Regions from separate parts of the Mus musculus genome. Here region 2 is linked to region 1. The links are chromatin contacts, called in public HiChIP or PLAC-seq maps. All regions are on one chromosome and are shown on one strand. Each heading gives the region's core, a stretch centred on a gene start, on an enhancer-like site or on the middle of the called end of the contact. The rest is flanking DNA. Distances are from core to core; before and after follow the strand shown. Region 1 has its middle 93 kb from the start of Gm36603. Region 2 overlaps Lef1 (lymphoid enhancer binding factor 1).

Region 1 (3,609 bases), core at 458-2,957:
TACTGGCTTTTTAAGAAGATGTATTGATTTTATTTTATGTGTCTAAGTGTTTTTGCCTGGAACTCCAATTCCAGGGGATCCAATGGCCTGTTCTAAGGTGCAGGCACACATGGTGCACATACACACATGGAGACAACTCATAGACTTGAAAATTTAAATAAATCAATCTTTTTAAATTGACCCAACTGTTCCTGGGTGATTGGTATTGTAATTTATAATATAGGAAAATGTGAGCTACCTGGCCAAGTCGATGGATTGCAAATCAACTTAGGAGAATATTTACGGGCAGAGCTAATGGAAATGAAATTCTGAGTTTGGTTTGATCTGTGAGTTGCTTAAATTGGTTCTGCCTTTTCCCTCCGCCAGCCTCACGGCCCTGGGGAAAACCAAGGCTACTCAACTCCAACACGGAACAGCTCACCTCAGTGCCACTTCAGGGACCAAGGAGGAGAGAGGGAGGCAGGGGGTGTGATGTGATTGTGGGGGTCGGAAAGTCTTCACAGACCAACCTGATCCTGACCAACAGAAGGAAGTGGAACCGAAGGTCACAGAAAGAGCTGCACAAACCTCACTCGGTGAGTTACTAATACAAGGGGACATGATGTTAGGGTAGCAAGGAGGATGGGGGTCGATCTTGGAGTTGTTATGAGGATAAGTGAGGGGTGAATATGATATAGATATATTGTGCAAAATTCTCAAAGAATGAGCAAAAACAACGTAATTTTAAAGATACAAAAGCAATCGATTTCATACGAAAGAAAAGAAAATTCCAAGCATAGACCAGAGCACAGCAGAGTCTAAATAGGGCAAGACATTTGGGGACTTTGGGACAAATCTTGGCATTTATGGTGTCAAAACAGGATCACTGAGAAGTCTGGCACCGGTGCAGGAAGGGAAACAGGTGCTTGGTGTTTGAGAGACCTGTGAATGTGCCTCAAAAGTTACACACTCAGGAAATCTCCCTAGAAAGTCCTAGAGAACCTACACTTGTGTGGACTCTAAATTTTTCTTTTAAGTTTACCTTCTTCTTCGGTATCATCTGATGGAATAATATCCATGAGATAGCGTGGGTGTCTTGCTAAAGTAGTCAGCTGTGTCTCGATAGGGCCTCAGGGGAGCTGGTCAAATGGTGGCTCTATGTCATAGCATGCCCCTGAGACCCTTCTATATGCCACCTAACCTGATTCTGTAAGCAAGGAGACAGGCACCGGACTGTGGAAGTAATTCTCCTCTAAGTCACTTCAAAGCCAACACCACGAAAGCTGCCAGTGTTAATGTTTACACCACACACAACAACATAGACCAAACAGGAAGTGTGACACTTGGGGTGCCAGATGGCATCTTAAAGCCATGCCGAGGCCTAAATTACCTCACTATGGTGAAAAAAGAGAAAATAACCTACTTAGAGCAAATACTGTGTGCAGCCCCTATGCTAACCACGTATAAAACACCTCCCGAACGGGCATGCCATTGACACAAAATCAAACAATGTAACCAAGCGGGGAAGCCGCTAATGCAAACACCTTCATATTCCCTAAGGCTGCCAACCTGACATTAAATACCATTTCAAAGTAGTGTTGGCTCCGTTTTGACTTCCAGCCTTTGAGGAAGGTTGTTGGATCCCACTTAAAAGGATGACTCTCCTCTGAGGGGGAAGACCACAATACCACAAGAAACAAGAAAAAAAATGTAACCATCAATTATCTTACAACATTTAACTAAAGACGGGAGAGGTTTCATAATCGTGTGGCAGCTGGCTGGAGCTGTGGTGTGGCTTTTCCCTTTATCTGTTTATTTGCTTAAGGTACGTGAGTTCAGGGTTCCCACCAGCACAGTTCCCTGGGCGACCAAGTGATTTGTAACTAGCATTGTCATAGTCTGTATAGATTCCTCTCCGGGGAGAATCCAGTGACCTTTTGTTCACTGGTCAGGATCAAGAAATTTCTGTCTTCCTCTCATGGTAAAATGTTTTATGGGTTTGGGAGATTGGGCAAGGTCTGTTTCTTGTCCCCTGTTTGTCCCTAAACCAAGTCCTTTTTTCCTTCAGGAAGCTGAGGTGGGATACTGGGTGGAGCAGGCAGAGACGACTGGGAAATAGTTCTGATAACAAAAGGACTAAGGGGCTGGAGAGATGGCTCAGTGGTTAAGAGCACTCAGTTCTCTCCCACTGGTTCAACTCCCAGCAACTGCATGGTGGCTCACAACCATCTGTAATGGGACCTGATGTCCTCTTCTGGTGTGTCTGAAGACAGCTACAGGGTACTCATATAAATAAAAATAAATTAAAAATATAAAACAAGCCGGGCGTGGTGGCGCACACCTTTAATCCCAGCACTCAGGAGGCAGAGGCAGACGGATTTCTGAGTTCGAGGCCAGCCTGGTCTACAAAGTGAGTTCCAGGACAGCCAGGGCTACACAGAGAAACCCTGTCTGGACCCCCTCCTCCCAATATATATATAAAACAAAACAAAAGAAGTAAAGGGTAGCTATATTGTGACTAAGGAACCTGGATTCTTACAGGCTAGCTGGTATCAAAGATCCATGGACAGACAAGCAAAGCTATGTGATTTTATGGGAGATGGTTCTGTGAGCTGCGACCCTCTGATTCCTTTCTAGACTGTTGCAGAAGAGGAGGGGGGCAGGCTGCTCACCATTTAGACAGACTCTGAAGTCAGACCTTAGAACCGCTGGCTGCCTGGCCATGGCTCTCTGAGCCTCGTTTTCTTTGCTTCTAGACCTTAGAACCACTGGCTGCCTGGCCATGGCTCTCTGAGCCTCGTTTTCTTTGCTTCTAAATTAATAAGAATGATGCTCACCTCATCAAAGTTTGGCTAGAATCAAATAGTTACATCGTATGTAAAAGGGTAGAAGTTCACAGTGAACAGGGAATGTTACATGTCCGCTGTAAGCACTCCCTACTGCTTATGTTAGGAGTGAGAAAAGTGTGGATATTAATCTACATGTGATGCAATTAAGATGGAATAGAAGGCAATATAGCTTGTCTTATTTGTTCGTGGTTAAGACACGGTTTCCTGAGTTAGTGGCATGGCTTTCCCTCCTGCTGGTAGCTTAGGTAACGAACAGGGAGGGTAGTACCCGGACAGCTCAATTCATATTAACAATACATCTACACCATCTCTGCAGAGAGACTTCTCCCTCTAAATGTACCTCAGAAAAAATATATACCTCCTGTCAAGGTCAATGGTGTTTAGCTTGCCTGCATATGGCATACAGACCCTGCCATCTATCAGTCAGTAAACATCTGCGGGTAGGAATGGAGGCGGTGTGTGTGTCTCTGACTCCAAATTTTACAAAGGATCTGAGCAGGCTTTGTGTGTCTCTGCAATCTGTGTCAGTGAATAAAGTTAGATCCTTACATCTCCCGTCCCTTCTGGGCATCTAATGAGTTACATATTCATTGTTTTAAGAAGCACACTTGAGCAACAATACGGTTTGTGGGCAGAAAAAAAGAACTTCTTGGGCCGGGCTCTGAGGCCATAAAAAAACGTGGTGATAGGATGTAACCTCAAACACTGGGGAAGCCTTCTGAACGAAGTGGGAGTCAGCCTGCTGAAAGAGTGCAGGATCCCATCTGAGAGAGCCGCTCCG
Region 2 (3,609 bases), core at 508-3,007, 190 kb after region 1:
TCAGCTTCTTAGTCTGGTCTCCTCATCTGGAATGCATAACTTGTCTTTAGCCAATAGGAACTCAGAAAGGCCCCTCCCTCCTCCCAGAACCCTGCTGCTTACTCTCTTGAGAAACTTTCTTTTCTTTTTCTTTTTCTTTTTCTTTTTCTTTCTTTTTTTTTTTTTTTTTTTTTTTTTTTTTTTGAGAAACTTTCTTGATCTTCATTCTGACTTACCAGGTTTCCAAATCCCCAGCTGGTACCACAGTTGCTCTATCCAAACCTAACCTCACTGATTTAGCCTAAGGCTCGATGGCTTCTTCCATGGACCACCTCTTGACATCAGTGGCATCACACCCAAACGTAACACAGTCACAGATGATGGCTACCTAACTGAGTGGCTACTAATAACGGTCTTCTGAGCCAGCCACCTAGGTTTGTTCTTTAGTTCACAGGGGATGATTCGGTTATAATCCCAGCCCCAGGATACATCTGGCTTCATAGATGAACAACCTAGAAAGAAGCTTGCATATACACACCTTGTATTGTTTCTGTTCGTTTCTTGGTTTCATCTCTTTAAGACAGGGTCTCATGTAGCACAGGCAGACCTCCAACTCACTTATGTAGCCAAGGTTGACCTTGAACTTTGATCCTCCTGCCTCCACCATCTGAGTGCTGGGATTACCGGCATGTACCACCACCCGTGGTTTGCTGGCACTGGAGACCACGCCTGTTTTATAAATGTGATCTTTTCATTGCTGATCGCTTAGGAATAGTTTACCCCACCTTTGCATGTCCAGCCATGACGGAGAAGGCCCTCGGAAGTACAGTGTGCCCAGGGCCAGCTCTCAGTCATGGACTAAATGCAGCTTTTGCTTCAACAGTTTTAGAGCTACCTATTTCGTGTGAAATGCACTGCAGTACTTAAGAGTTGGAACTTGATTTAATACCTTTCATGATTATATATGTAATCATGATTTCATATGTATGTATGTATATATTATATACTTGATATATTTGATATAAAAGCTGAGTTTGATACAAAATGTTTGATGTAAAATCTGCTTATTTTTTTGTCTTAAAATGCACTTCAGCTGCCTGTTTCTTTAATAAGTCACAGAAATCTTTGAGATTCTCGCCACTAATTTTTTTTTCCTGAAGGTTAAGGAGTCTTCTTTGAATATACTACAACAAAACAAAACCTTCCCCTGTCCCCCAATTCTCCTTGAGCCCCCAGCTGCTGCCCCCCATTGCCCTAGAGCCCCCAGCTGCTGCTCCCCCCATTGTTCTTGAGCCCCTGGCTGCTGTCCCCCATTGTCCTTGAGCCCCCAGTCGCTGTCCCCCATTGTCCTCGAGCCCCCAGCTGTTGCCCCCCCCATTGTCCTCGAGTCCCCAGCTGCTGGGTGAAGCCTGGCTTGCTGCACTTACTGCTTAAAGCCACTAGTATCGTGCCCCCCCCCCCCCTCTCTCTCTCTCTCTCTCTCTCTCTCTCTCTCTCTCTCTCTCTCTCTCTCTCTCGTTTCCTGGATGGGCCACATGGTCTTTGAAGTCACCACTCACACACCACCACCACCACCACCACAGTCTTGTGCAGAGAAAACCTGGGAGTTACGAGATATGTGCAGAGCATAGAGGAACCCAGGCGGCCATCCAGAAAGAGTCCAGTGAATTAGTGATGACAGAATGCTTGCTTTCCACACCTCTCTTCTTCCTTTGCTGTAAGAACTCCTGCACCGGGGCTTGCCAGCCACTAGTGCTTATTAAGACCTGGAGATGCTGCATCGAATGGGACAGAGAGGGACCCCACTGTCATGTGCTACCTGTGCCACTGGAGGGTGTTTGACAAAGGAGTCTTGCCAAGAAATCTAATGCTGCAATAAAAATAAAAGATTCTTGGCAGCCAGCAGTAGTATGCACGCCTTTAATACCAGCACTTGGGAGGCAGAGGCAGGTCAGCCTGGACTACAGAGTGAGTTTCAGAACAGCCAGGGCTACACAGAGAAACCCTGACTCTAACCCGCCCCACCCCCACCCCCCAAAAAAAGGTTCTTGGCCCTCAAGACCTCAAGAAAGTACTCTGCCATGGAGGAGGGCCCTGTGACAGTCATCTGTAGTCCCTTCTGGAAGAGCTGCAGCAGAGAGCCCCAGGACTGGTCTACCCAGGTCTCACAGTCTCTGGTCTTGGGTCTGCATGGGGTGAGAGAGTAGGGAGAGAAACCGGGGCCTCTAATTAATTCATCTAACTTCTGATCTGCACCGCCTCGTGGTGCTGCCACAGGGACCCTTTTGTCTCCCTTCCCTAACGTGCCACCGCCCAGACTGCTTCTGTGTGACAGTCAATTGCCTGTGTGGTTCTTCACTTCCTGTGCAGATCCCCTCCGAGGCCTCTTCCCCTCCCCAGAGTGGTTTTCTGGCGCCCACAAGTACTCAGAACTACTACTGATTACGTGGGTTTGGTTTCTCCCATGGTGTAGGAAGGTCCTGTCTTGCCTGAGCCGATCTCACCTCAGAAGCAAGCCCAGGACAGACAGATGGAGCACTTGATTAGAACCTACTCGCTTTGTAGAGCCGCGGTTCTCAACCTGTGGGTCACGGCCCCTTTGGCAAACCTCTGTCTCCAAAAATATTTACGCTACCATTCACAACAGGAGCAAAACTACAGTTAGGAAGTAGCGGTGGAAATAATTTTATGGGTGGGGGTCACCACAGTGTGAGGGAACTGTATTCAAGGGCCACAGCATCAGCAAGGTTGAGAAGCACCGCTCTAAAGAGAGGTGAAATCACCCCAGCCGTCTTTCAGTCCTGAGAGGGCAATGCCCAGTCTGTGTACCCACCAAGGCCTGGGCAGGGTGCGGGCAGAGGCTCTGCCTCCAGGGAAACCTCATAGGTATCTTACAGTCATACATTCAGGGGCTTCACACTCCAGTTCACACCCAGCCTGCTCAGTGGTACCCACCCTCCCACCTCAACCCTCTGGCCTGGAGCTCCTCCACTTTGTTTTTTTCCTAGGAGTTCCCCTGAATTTTCAGGATCGATCTTTCTTTTTCTTTCTCTCTCTCTCTTTCTTCCTTCCTTCCTTCCTTCCTTCCTTCCTTCCTTCCTTTCTTTCTTTCTTTCTTTCTTTCTTTCTCTCTCTCTCTCTCTTCCTTCCTTCCTTCCTTCCTTCCTTTCCTTCCTTCCTTCCTTCTTTCCTTCTTTCCTTCTTTTTTTCTTTTTCTTTTTTTTTTTTTTTCCATTTTTTATTAGGTATTTAACTCATTTACATTTCCAATGCTATACCAAAAGTCCCCCATATCCACCCACCCCCACTCCCCTGCCCACCCACTCCCCCTTTTTGGCCCTGGTATTCCCCTGTACTGGGGCATATAAAGTTTGCAAGTCCAATGGGCCTCTCTTTCCAGTGATGGCCGACTAGGCCATCTTTTGATATATATGCAGCTAGAGTCAAGAGCTCCGGGGTACTGGTTAGCTCATAATGTTGTTCCACCTATAGGGTTGCAGATCCCTTTAGCTCCTTGGCTACTTTCTCTAGCTCCTCCATTGGGAGCCCTATGATCCATCCATTAGCTGACTGTGAGCATCCACTTCTGTGTTTGCTGGGCCCCGGCATAGTCTCACAAGAGACAGCTAC

Evidence for each region. HiChIP or PLAC-seq counts read pairs in DNA pulled down with a chosen protein or histone mark.
Region 2: a contact with region 1 is called in an H3K27ac HiChIP or PLAC-seq map of regulatory T cell precursor, with 2.8 times the contacts expected there. The contact joins two enhancer-like sites. A contact is called at or near these places in 1 of 15 datasets of contacts at CTCF or cohesin (large pre-B cells), 11 of 484 Hi-C or Micro-C datasets (CD4 T cells, CD8 T cells, embryonic stem cells and 3 more), 2 of 115 datasets of contacts at active chromatin or transcription factors (CD8 T cells and regulatory T cell precursor) and 1 of 9 other capture datasets (embryonic stem cells).

Annotation. Positions count from the first base shown.
Region 1 is chr3:131,012,849-131,016,457 of GRCm38.p6, forward strand. No RefSeq gene overlaps it. Among named protein-coding and RNA genes, the nearest start is that of Gm36603, 93 kb to the right of the region's middle. Within about 2 kb of position 1,708, at least 41 of the 459 cell types and tissues checked have an H3K27ac peak or open chromatin away from gene starts, as enhancers often do. A contact at or near this core is called in CD8 T cells, memory CD8 T cells, regulatory T cells and 1 more, where this site is marked.
Region 2 is chr3:131,206,339-131,209,947 of GRCm38.p6, forward strand. The region is part of intron 11 of Lef1 (lymphoid enhancer binding factor 1); the gene reads left to right. Among named protein-coding and RNA genes, the nearest start is that of Hadh, 64 kb to the right of the region's middle. Within about 2 kb of position 1,758, at least 77 of the 459 cell types and tissues checked have an H3K27ac peak or open chromatin away from gene starts, as enhancers often do. A contact at or near this core is called in CD8 T cells, memory CD8 T cells, regulatory T cells and 1 more, where this site is marked.